Linked DNA regions of Mus musculus: regions 2 and 3 are each linked to region 1. The links are chromatin contacts, called in public ChIA-PET and HiChIP or PLAC-seq maps. All regions are on one chromosome and are shown on one strand. Each heading gives the region's core, a stretch centred on a gene start, on an enhancer-like site or on the middle of the called end of the contact. The rest is flanking DNA. Distances are from core to core; before and after follow the strand shown. Region 1 holds the start of Szrd1 (SUZ RNA binding domain containing 1). Region 2 holds the start of Padi2 (peptidyl arginine deiminase, type II). Region 3 overlaps Padi2 (peptidyl arginine deiminase, type II).

Evidence for each region. ChIA-PET counts read pairs in DNA pulled down with a chosen protein or histone mark. HiChIP or PLAC-seq counts read pairs in DNA pulled down with a chosen protein or histone mark.
Region 2: a contact with region 1 is called in a FOXA1 HiChIP or PLAC-seq map of pancreatic cancer cells. The contact joins the promoter of Padi2 here to the promoter of Szrd1 in region 1. A contact is called at or near these places in 1 of 484 Hi-C or Micro-C datasets (memory CD8 T cells) and 1 of 115 datasets of contacts at active chromatin or transcription factors (pancreatic cancer cells).
Region 3: an RNA polymerase II ChIA-PET map of memory CD8 T cells shows a contact between it and region 1, with 82 read pairs. The contact joins the enhancer-like site here to the promoter of Szrd1 in region 1. A contact is called at or near these places in 4 of 484 Hi-C or Micro-C datasets (CD8 T cells, the MNK3 cell line, natural killer cells and 1 more), 4 of 115 datasets of contacts at active chromatin or transcription factors (effector CD8 T cells, embryonic stem cells, memory CD8 T cells and 1 more) and 2 of 9 other capture datasets (liver and pancreatic islet).

The regions. Positions count from the first base shown.
Region 1 is chr4:141,138,068-141,141,420 of GRCm38.p6, forward strand. Szrd1 (SUZ RNA binding domain containing 1) reads right to left here and starts at 1,729. Exons shown (of 4, transcript NM_001025608.2): 1 at 1,625-1,729. The coding sequence starts at 1,675.
Region 2 is chr4:140,904,691-140,908,043 of GRCm38.p6, forward strand. Padi2 (peptidyl arginine deiminase, type II) reads left to right here and starts at 1,670. Exons shown (of 16, transcript NM_008812.2): 1 at 1,670-1,859. The coding sequence starts at 1,744.
Region 3 is chr4:140,943,561-140,946,913 of GRCm38.p6, forward strand. It overlaps Padi2 (peptidyl arginine deiminase, type II), which reads left to right. Exons shown (of 16, transcript NM_008812.2): 13 at 882-975; 14 at 3,118-3,203. Among named protein-coding and RNA genes, the nearest start is that of Gm13031, 13 kb to the right of the region's middle. Within about 2 kb of position 1,776, at least 144 of the 459 cell types and tissues checked have an H3K27ac peak or open chromatin away from gene starts, as enhancers often do. A contact at or near this core is called in CD8 T cells, the MNK3 cell line, effector CD8 T cells and 3 more, where this site is marked.

The DNA.
Region 1 (3,353 bases), core at 479-2,978:
CACTCCAGAAGAGGGCATCAGATTTCGTTACGGATGGTTGTGAGCCACCATGTGGTTGCTGGGATTTGAACTCAGGACCTTTGGAAGAGCAGTCAGTGCTCTTAACCGCTGAGCCATCTCACCAGCCCCTGCACACACTTCCTAACAGGCAGCACACACTCAAAAAATATAGGTGGAGTGAATAAATACCTAAGCGACACCTGTTAGTCTCTATAAAAATCTTATTTGTTGAGTGTGGTGGCGCACGCCTTTAATCCTAGCACTCTGAAGGCAGAGGCAGGGAGACCTCTGTGATTTTGAGGCCAGCCTGGTCTACCTGGTGAATTCCAGAAAAGCCAGGGCTATATAGAGATCTTGTCTCAAAAACACCAAAACCAAACAAACACACACTTTCTTGATTCAAGGGGAATGTACCTTAAACCTCTATTAAATAATCGCTGAACCAAGCAGGCCTTCCAAGGCTCGTTAATGCTAAGTCGAAAAGCATCACCAATCTTTCGAGAAATGCTGAACTAGCGGAAAAAACTTCGAGGCCAAGTTTCAACATTCCTGTGAAGATACACCACTGCTGTGCTGGTTAGAAGCGCTAGGGGAAGACAGACCCAACTCCTCCTCTATCCTAGTATATGTGACTCCCCACACATAAACTTTTGAGGTGAATGTCACCGGAGCGGAGCCCAGCCCAGCCCAGCCCAGCCCGGCCCGGCCCGGCCCGGCCCAGCCCGGCCCAGCCCAGGCGCGGACACATGGTCACCAAAGAGACATTTCCGTCTCCACGAGGGTTAGCTTCGAACCTCAAACTCTGAAATTACCACGAGAATCACGAATCTAATAGAGGAGTTCCTACTTGGGATAATTTTTCCTTTTCCTGTAACTTTTGGGGGCAAGCAAAAACTCTCACTCGCATCATACCGATCGGTAATCTCCCCTTCTCGCAGGCATGAGGCTATCTTACAAATCACACCCTTCTTCCTTTCCCTTCCCTCCACTCAGAAGAACGTAGTCCGAGATCCTTCCCACTGCGCAGATCTTAGGGTGGGTCCCGGGGAAGAGCAGATGCTTTGCAGAGTTTAGGGGAGCTCTGCTGAGATCCCCGGAAAACTCGGACTAAAACTGAAAGAGGAAAAGGGAAAGGAAGAGAAAAAACCAGGCTCGCTCACCGCGGCGGAAGGCGCACAGCGGCGGGGGATTTCGGCCCAGAGCCCAGTGGTCCCAGAGGACACATGGTCGCTTGCTCCCCGCTGTCTCGGGGCCTCCTCCCGCTCTTCCTCCGAGCCAGGCACTCCACCCGAGCCCCTCCCTCACCAGACGGAGCTCAAGAACTTTAAAATGGTCCCTAGGGCGCGGGGGACCAGAGAGAGTTGCCCCGGGGTAGAAGGTGGGGCGCCCAGAGCGAAGCGCACACCGCTGGGCGGAGAGGCACCCGGCAAAGGTGGAGAGAGAAATGGAACGCGGCCCCTTTAAGAGGCCTTCACGGCGATCCGGGACCGGGGGCCTCTCTTCCACCTCCGGCCCGGCGTGGGAGACCCTTCCTTGGGGAAAACTCTCCCCAGACCCACTCCCCGGAGGCTTCCCTCACGCCAGGTCCGCCCAGCCCTACCGCGGGGCGGCAGCTCCTCCTTACCCCGCTGTCTGCCGCCTCCTCCCAGCTCTCAGCGACCTCCTCATCTTCCATCTTACTCGCCGCTTTCCCTCCTCCCCCAACCCCTCCCCGCGCCTGCGCCTTGAAGCGCGCCTGAGTCGCGGGCGGAGGCACGCAGGGCTTTCCTCAATGGACCACGCCCCCTCCCCCAGCCCGGAAGAGGCGCCCGGCCAGGTCCTCCACTCGCCTGGTCTGCCATCTTGGAAGAGGGCAGGGAAGTCAGATCGGCCTCCATCTTTCATGAGGTCAATACGCTCGCTGGTTTACTGAATGAGAGAGTTCAAGTGACGTTACCTGCTCCAGTTCGGGAACTGTGTGCTTTGGAACCATCGTTTCTTAAGGGCAGGCAATGATTGAAAATTAATTTTTTTTTCAAAAATTGAATCTCAAAAGAAAAAAAGTGAGTCTAAGTTTTTCTAAGCTACAGGTCACATGTTTGTTTTACAGCATTTTTTTTTTTTTTTAAGGTGTGCGCCACCACACCCGGTAACCAGTCATACTTTTTTTTTTTTCTAAGATTTATTTATTTATATGTAAGTACACTGTAGCTGTCTTCAGACACTCCAGAAGAGGGAATCAGATCTCGTTAGGATGGTTGTGAGCCACCATGTGGTTGCTGGGATTTGAACTCCAGGCCTTTGGAAGAGCAGTCTGGAAGAGCAGTCGGGTGCTCTTACCCACTGAGCCATCTCACCAGCCCTGTTTTACAACATTCTTGAGACATTTCTATACTTAAAGAAAGGATTAAAAAGCATCTTTGGCCGGACGTGGTGGCGCACGCCTTTAATCCCAGCACTCAGGAGGCAGAGGCAGGCGGATTTCTGAGTTGGAGGCCAGCCCGGTCTACAAAGTGAGTTCCAGGACAGCCAGGGCTACACAGAGAAACCCTGTCTCGAGAGGAAAAAAGAAAAAAGCATCTCTGGGCTGGAGATATGGCTCAGCAGTTAAGCGCACAGCCTGCTCTTACAGAGGTCCTGAGTTCAAATCCCAGCAACCACATGGCTCCCAACCATCTGTAATGAGATCTGGAGTGTCTGAAGACAGCTACAGTATCAGTATACTTACAGATAAATAAATTAAAACATCTTTAAAAAAAAGAAAGAAAAGAATTAAGGCAGCAGGAAGAAAAGACTCAGACAGCTGAAGATGGTGAGAAGCATGGCATTAGGAAGCAGGCACTGCCTGAGCAGTGCTGGCCCTCGCCTTTAATCCAGCACTCAGGAGGCAGAGGCAGGGGAATCTCTGTGAGTTTACAGAATGAGTTCTAGGACAGCCCCTGTCTCAAAAATTAAACCAAAAGGAAACAAGACAACAACCACCACCCTCCTCCCACACACACCTTATTATACTGAAGAGTCACAACCGGTATCTGACTTCCCTTAAAAATTCTAAGGGGGTCGCCGGGACGCGTTTAATCCCAGCACTTGGGAGGCAGAGGCAGGTGGATTTCTGAGTCGCCTGGTCTACAGAGTGAGTTCCAGGGCAGCCAGGGCTACACAAAGAAACCCTGTCTAATGGGTATGACTGCTGAAGGGTGGGGGGCAGCTGGTGGGGGTGGCTTGCCTGTCTGTCTCACCTCTAATCCTTTCCCCAAACACAGACAACATTTCTGGGACATGTCCCTTATAGTTAGCTCTATCAAAAACATGCTGTTGAGTAAGGCAGCAATGTGGGTGCTATAATCAAGTTAACTGACTTGGAATGTGGTTTT
Region 2 (3,353 bases), core at 420-2,919, 230 kb before region 1:
AGGTTCCTGCACTGCTACTGTCAGGAGCTATGCACCCCTAGGTTAGTTCTGACAGCGTTCCTGGAAAGATAAAATAATTTAATTCTAATGCTTTGGGAAGTATCATTTGGGGGCAGTGTGGGGCACAGAAACCACGTAACTAATGAGTGCACCACACACCGCCGTCGTTTCTGCCCAGCTGGGTAACCACAGCCTTTGCCTGATCGCACAACCCTGGCTCTGCTGGGACTCACTTGCTTGACAGGAGACATGGAAGGAGTGAGTGACATACAGGACCGTTCTGCCCGTGTTGGAGGTGGGAACTCTTGCTTGCCTGCAGAGGGGTCCTCAGACCCGAGCCCACCTTAGCAGGGCAGGGGTTCCCAGTCTGGTGCCTCTTGGATTCTTTCCCACAAGCTGCCTCCTGATTGGAGAACGCTCTCCCAGGGACCAATCAGAAGTTAGCAGCTTCTCCCAGGATCTGAACCCCAAGCCTTTCAGGAGACAGTGACCCCTCTGGCTGAGATTCTGGCTCTCTGCTTCTCCACCCACATTCCTCCTAGATCCCTGATACCCAGGAACAGCTGGGGTCTTTACCATCTCCTAATTTGGGCATCTGGAGGAGAAGGATGGAGTCGAGGGCCGCTGGGCGTGCCTGGGCATACCTATGAGCAATGCGTTTAATTCAGTGTGCCCTTTGCTGGGGCTCCCTTCAGTCCCCCTCCCTCTCCAACATTCACCCCTCCACCCGCCCTTCAGTCTCCATTCCCTTAACGAAAAAGCCACTTCCTCAAATTGCATAGCCCCAGGGTTGAGTTCAGAAAGAAAGGGCCTGAGGGTGGGGTTCAGAGTGCTTCAGACCCCACCCTGCCACTAGATGTCACGGTGCACCTTGGCCTTCAGGACCATACATTGACCTCTACCTTGGCACGTCTTTTGGTGTCGCAGGCTGGAGCCCTAATCCTCTGCCCCGTCAGCCCATTGTCCTTCAACCAGGCACATCCTCCCAGCCACCGGGAGCCACCCAAATCTCCATCCATAAACACCACACAGATCAGTCCTCTCCTCGCCAGTCCTCTCACGCCCCATCCGGGGTCTTCACTACTGGCTCCAGCTCAGTATGCTCAACGCTGTCTGGGGCAGCCAGAATGCACTCCCAGATAGCCCCATTCCAGGCTCATGCTGTCGCTCTCATGCCTGGGCTTAGCATTCTGGTCCCTGCCAGGGCCACAGTTCCCCCCACTCCACCCCACTCCCTATTTCTCATGGCAATGTGGATCTAATATGGGGGGTGTCCAGCTTCCAGAAGGTGTTCAGGAGGCTCCTCTCCACCCCCTGGTGTTGCCAAGATCTTTAAGAAGCCTCAGGGTTTCCTCTGAGAAGCATTCTCCGGCCCCAGACTGGCTTTGGTTGCCACCTATTCACTCCTGCCCTGTCCCTTCGGCTACTCCTGCTCGCACTTTCTGCCCCTCGGAGCTGGAGGTGAGGGGGAGCGTCCAGAAAGGGGAATTTACTGAATAAAAGAATGAACAAGCCAAACACGGAAAACAGGAATTGACAACTTGCGGGCAGAGGGGCTTGGAGGGCGGGGCCAGGCTTGACGGACGGGTTTGCAGATCCAATCCAAGAGGAGTCCGGCGGGAAGCCCCGCCCACGCCCCGCCCCCGGCTGCTGCTTAAGGCCGCCGGCTGCTCGGCAGCGAGCGCAGGCGCAGCAGCGGAGGGCTTACCTGCAGCAGGTGCTTATTCCTGGGAGCAGCACGGAATGCAGCCGCCTATACGGGAAAATATGCTGCGGGAACGGACCGTGCGGCTGCAGTATGGGAGCCGCGTGGAGGCGGTGTACGTGCTGGGCACGCAGCTCTGGACCGATGTCTACAGGTGAGCCGAGAGAGAGTTACCCTCTCACCTACCCTTCACAAATCTTGAGACCCTGGACCTGGCTCCAGTATCCAGGTTGCCCCTCAATTCGAGATCCTCAGAAATCCAGAGAGAGTCCAGGCCAGGATCCACTTCCATGCAATCCTGAGGCCCCTCTAAGACACACAGTTACAGCCCCTGTCACAGCCTCCTCTCTGAGACTACTCCCTAAATCTAGCCTTCTCATGACTGGTCTTTCCAGCCCCTCTCCTGGGTGACTTTAACACACATGGGCTCTCTGTAACACGCCCCTTTCACTCCCCCATTCCTTCTTGGCTGACCTTTCACCCCAGCCCAGCCTCCTCCACCAGTGGACTGCCTACCCCTGCAAGCAGAAACAGCCTGGGATGTGCTGGGGACTGACTTGTCCAAAGGGGAACTGCCCACGTGGAATCTGGCCTGGTACTTATCCGATTTCACCCTCCGGGGGGTTGCTGGTGGTTGCCTGTCCCGGGGCACTGGCTGTGAGCTGTGTCCCCAAATACCTTTCCTGACTTCACCCTGAGATCAGAGAGGGGTCACTTTCCACCCGCTATGGCCCTGGGAGCCAGGGCCCGTTTCTTCCCCATTTTCTCTGCCCACACGCTCGCTCGATGGGGGTCAGGGTACCTGAGACAGAAGGCTGAAGGAATCTCGCAGAGTGTGTCCCACAAACCCAGAGAAACTGATAGGGTATAGTGTGGGACCTAGGAAAGGTGCTATGGGGAAGGAGTAGTCTGAGCAGCCTGAGAGGCCACACTGAAGCCACCATCTGCTCCGAGCACTCTCAGTGTTCTGCCTTGCGAGGGAGGAAGGGCTTCATGCTGGAGGGAGGGGCATGCCAGATTCTGTGCCTGTACATCCTCTATGGGCCGTGTTCCCAGACCATTCTGACACTAAAGCGCCTGACTCTCCCGAGCCTCCCAAAGCCCACCTAAGCACCCCCTCATGCTCTTCTGCCCGCTCTCCAGCTCCTTCCCACTGCTCGGCCACTTCACAGGAGGCCCCGGTTCCCGCTGGTCTCAGCAAGCCTAAGACGGGGCCCCTCTCTGCTCCTTTAGCCCTTAAGCCTCAGCCCCAGCCTCCACTTCACCTGGGCCTGGACTTCAGTGGGCCTTCATATAGACCCCAAAGCAGGATTATAACACAGGGGTGGGGTGTGGTCTAGGCGCCAGTGGCCTGGGAGGGTGCCCATCTCTCCCCACTCCCTGCTCTGAACTGGGCATTGCCAAGGGGTAAGCCAGGATCCTGGGCCCTAAGCCACAGTTGTCACCATGCCTGTCAGCTTGCCTGCCGGGGCACTGTGGGGACTCTCTGAAAGACTGGCATGCTGCCTCTGCTGGGGGCTAAGGAAGAAAGGGGGTCTGTGCCTAAGTCCTTGTCCTTGCTCCACCTAAGCAGAGAGAGGCCCAGCACAGTGGAGGGCAAGGGGACAGGTGTCCACTAGCCTCAGCCAGGACTCAGTTCACAGAGAGT
Region 3 (3,353 bases), core at 526-3,025, 190 kb before region 1:
AGGAGCAGGAGCGCAAAAACCCCAAACCCCAAAAACGAAAGCCCCCTTCTAAACGAAAGCGAAACCCCCCATCCCTATTTAGGAGAGTTATCCTTCGCTTAGGACGCATCACTCCCTGATTGGCTGCAGCCCATGGCCGAGCTGACGTCACAGGAAAGGCAGAGTACAAGTAGTGGTAAAATACCCTTGGCACATGCGCAGATTATTTGTTTACCACTTAGAACACAGGATGTCAGCGCCATCTTGTGACGGCGAATGTGGGGGCGGCTCCCAACAAGCCCCCATGTAAAAATTATTAGTTTCTATTCTTTTTTTTCTTTTTTAATTGATTTATTTCATATATATGATGAGTACACTGTAGCTGTCTTCAGACACACCAGAAAAGGGCATCAGATTCTATTACAGGTGAGATACCAGGTGGTTGCTGGGGATTGAACTCAGGACCTCTGGAAGAGCAGTCTAGGCTGGCTCTTAACCTCTGAGCAGTCACACCCAGATAATGGCTGATCAGTTACAACAGTCCAGGAAAAGGCTGAAGGCTCTGGGGCAGAATGTCCTTTTTGGAATGAAAGGACTGGGCGCCTCTGTGTATCTCAGAAACTCTGCAAACTGCCCATCCTTTTGGAGAACCCCTTCCCTGCCACCATCCCAGGCCACTTTGGGGCCTGTACTTGGATCTGATGATGTTGCCCAGGATACAAGAAGAGACACAGTCAGCCAGTCCTAAGACAGACAGACTTCCTAGGAAGCCAGTGACTCTCAGCATGAAAGGCACCAAGTACTGGGCAGCCAGGACTCAGGTCCTTCTGGCATTCTGGCTACCTCCCCGTCCCCCAGTGCCTCCCCTGACAATGTGCCACCCACGGTGGCATCTCTTGCAGGAATTTCGGCTGCTCATGGCCAGCACCTCCGCCTGCTACCAGCTCTTCCGAGAAAAGCAGAAGGCAGGCCACGGGGAGGCCGTTATGTTCAAGGGTGAGTGAGCAGAAGCCCTTGACAGGAAGCCCCACAGAGCTCAAGAGGGCCTTGTCCCAGAGCACCCAGCTGCACCACCAAACCCAAACCAAAGGTCACGCCTGCCTGGCGATGCAGAGTTGATGGAGCGCTTGCCTAGCATGCACCAAATGCTGGGTTCGATCCCCAGCACTGCAGAACCCAAGTGTGGTGGTGCCTGCCTGCGGTCCTAGCACTCACAGACAAAGGCAGAAGGGTCCTAACTCCAGGGTCATGTAACCCTGTCTCAAAATAGAGAAGGGCAAAGTGTATCTTCAGAACTGATATCTGAAAGAGCACCAGACCTAGAGAGGGACGGAAGGACCCAAATGACTGCCACATGATCTGAGCCCAGAAGCTTGGGTTTTCAAGACAGCGGGATGGAAGCCAGGACCTTCTGAGATGGTCATGCACTCTTCTGCTAAGCCACATCCCTTCTGCCATACCCCATCCACCCCCAGAACAGTAAAGGGGGGAGAGAAACAGTGTCGATGCTGGAGGCCCAGGAAGGGAAGTGGTTTCAGCTGACATCACGCCTGCCCTGCCGGGTCTGGAGTGAGGCTTTGTCTCCCTCCTAAGTGGAGCGACATAGCATCTGCTGGGTCTGGAATGAGGCTCTGTCTCCTCCAGTGAGGCTCTGTCTCCCTCCTAAGTGGGGCAGACCCAGGGATGAGCTCTGTACCTGAATTAATCATGAGAAAGAGACTCTGCTGAGGGAAACCCTGCCAGGCGGCATGGTGAGAAATGCCACAGCACATCTGCACTCTTGCTGTGGTAAAATAGACACAATGTATCAGTCACTGTGTCTTACCACTTCCTGCCACATGGTAGCTTAGTATCCTGACACTCATAGTCACTGGGTAATGCTTATGCTATTGTCCTGTGTCCAAGGAGTGGGACTGGAATGCTGCCCGTGTCCAGGACAGATCCACGTAAGACTGCCATCCTAGCCGGGCAGTGGTGGTGCACACCTTTAACCACAGCACTCGGGAGGCAGAGGCAGGTGGATCTCTGAGTTCAAGGCCAGCCTGGTCTACACAGTGAGTTCCAGGACAGCCAAGGCTGTGATAAAACTAAAATAACAAACATAGATAGATGGATGGATGGATGGATGGATGGATGGATAGATGGATGGACAGACAGATAGATAGATAACACTGCTATCCTGTTCTAGCCTCCTGGTGGCAAGTTTTTTTTTCTGCGTTGGCAGGTGTAAGGCTTGGCTTTCTAGAAGTTTCCTTTCTATCTTAAGCTTGCCTCAAATGCTGCCTCCACACACCATGGTTAGAAATATTAATGCCATAGAGTCACGGAGAGGACTGTGGCGTGGTGGCAGCACAGGGGCAGGGTCCCACAGCCCTGGTCTCTTTGGTGTTGTGACGCTACAAGTCTGGGCCATGCAGAGAGCTGACAGGCTATATATAAATAAAATATAACACTTTTAGCACTCGGGAGGTGGAGGCTGAAGGTTGTAGGTTCAAAGCCAACCCATAAGAAAAAAAAAACTAAAAGGAAAAAATAATGTTAATCAAATATACAAGGCTCACAGCCTTGTGGTCCGGCTGCCTGTGTGGCCACTTGCTGTGTAGGGAAACGCAGCTTCCTCACCTTTAACAGTAGCAGCTACCTCACAGGAACATGGGGAAGACTGTCTGGGGAGCACGGCTAGCATTTAAAAGATTACTTATCTAGTGTATACAAGGTCCTGGCTTCCGACCAAAGAACAGACTGCAGGCACTTGGATGTCACTAATCTGACCTAAAGCCTCCAGGCTATGGAGCTAGAGTCAGAGGCAGGCTCTCTCCAGGGCCAGCACTGAGTAACAGGAGGGGTGTTTGAACCCTGGTCAGCTGCTAACATTCAAAGGGGGCACCCAGGTGACTTCTCCTCCTGCCAGAGAGCACAAGGTGCCTGCACCCCCATTCCTGGCTTAGGAGACATGGTTGGTCTGGAGAGGGGGACACACATGCCTCCCTGGGTAGAAGGAGATCACCCCTCTTCCCCATCCATTCCCCCCACCTCACTCCCACCCCATTCCCCACCCCCCTCCACTGCCAGCAAATAGCTCAGATGGGACACCCAGGCAGGCACCTGAGATTTACTGTCACCCTCTGACCCCCACAGGCCTGGGAGGCATGAGCAGCAAGCGCATCACCATCAACAAGATCCTGTCCAATGAGAGCCTCACGCAGGAGAACCAGTACTTCCAGGTACAGCGGTGGGAGGGCAGGAAGGGATGGCAGACTGTGTGAGGTCTTGGCAGAGGCTGGTTCTATGGGAAAGGTCAGGGGCTCGAGGCTTCTGGCCCAGAGAGACCAGCAAGCACCTGCTGGATCTACTTGCTGTGTAGTAGATCCAGA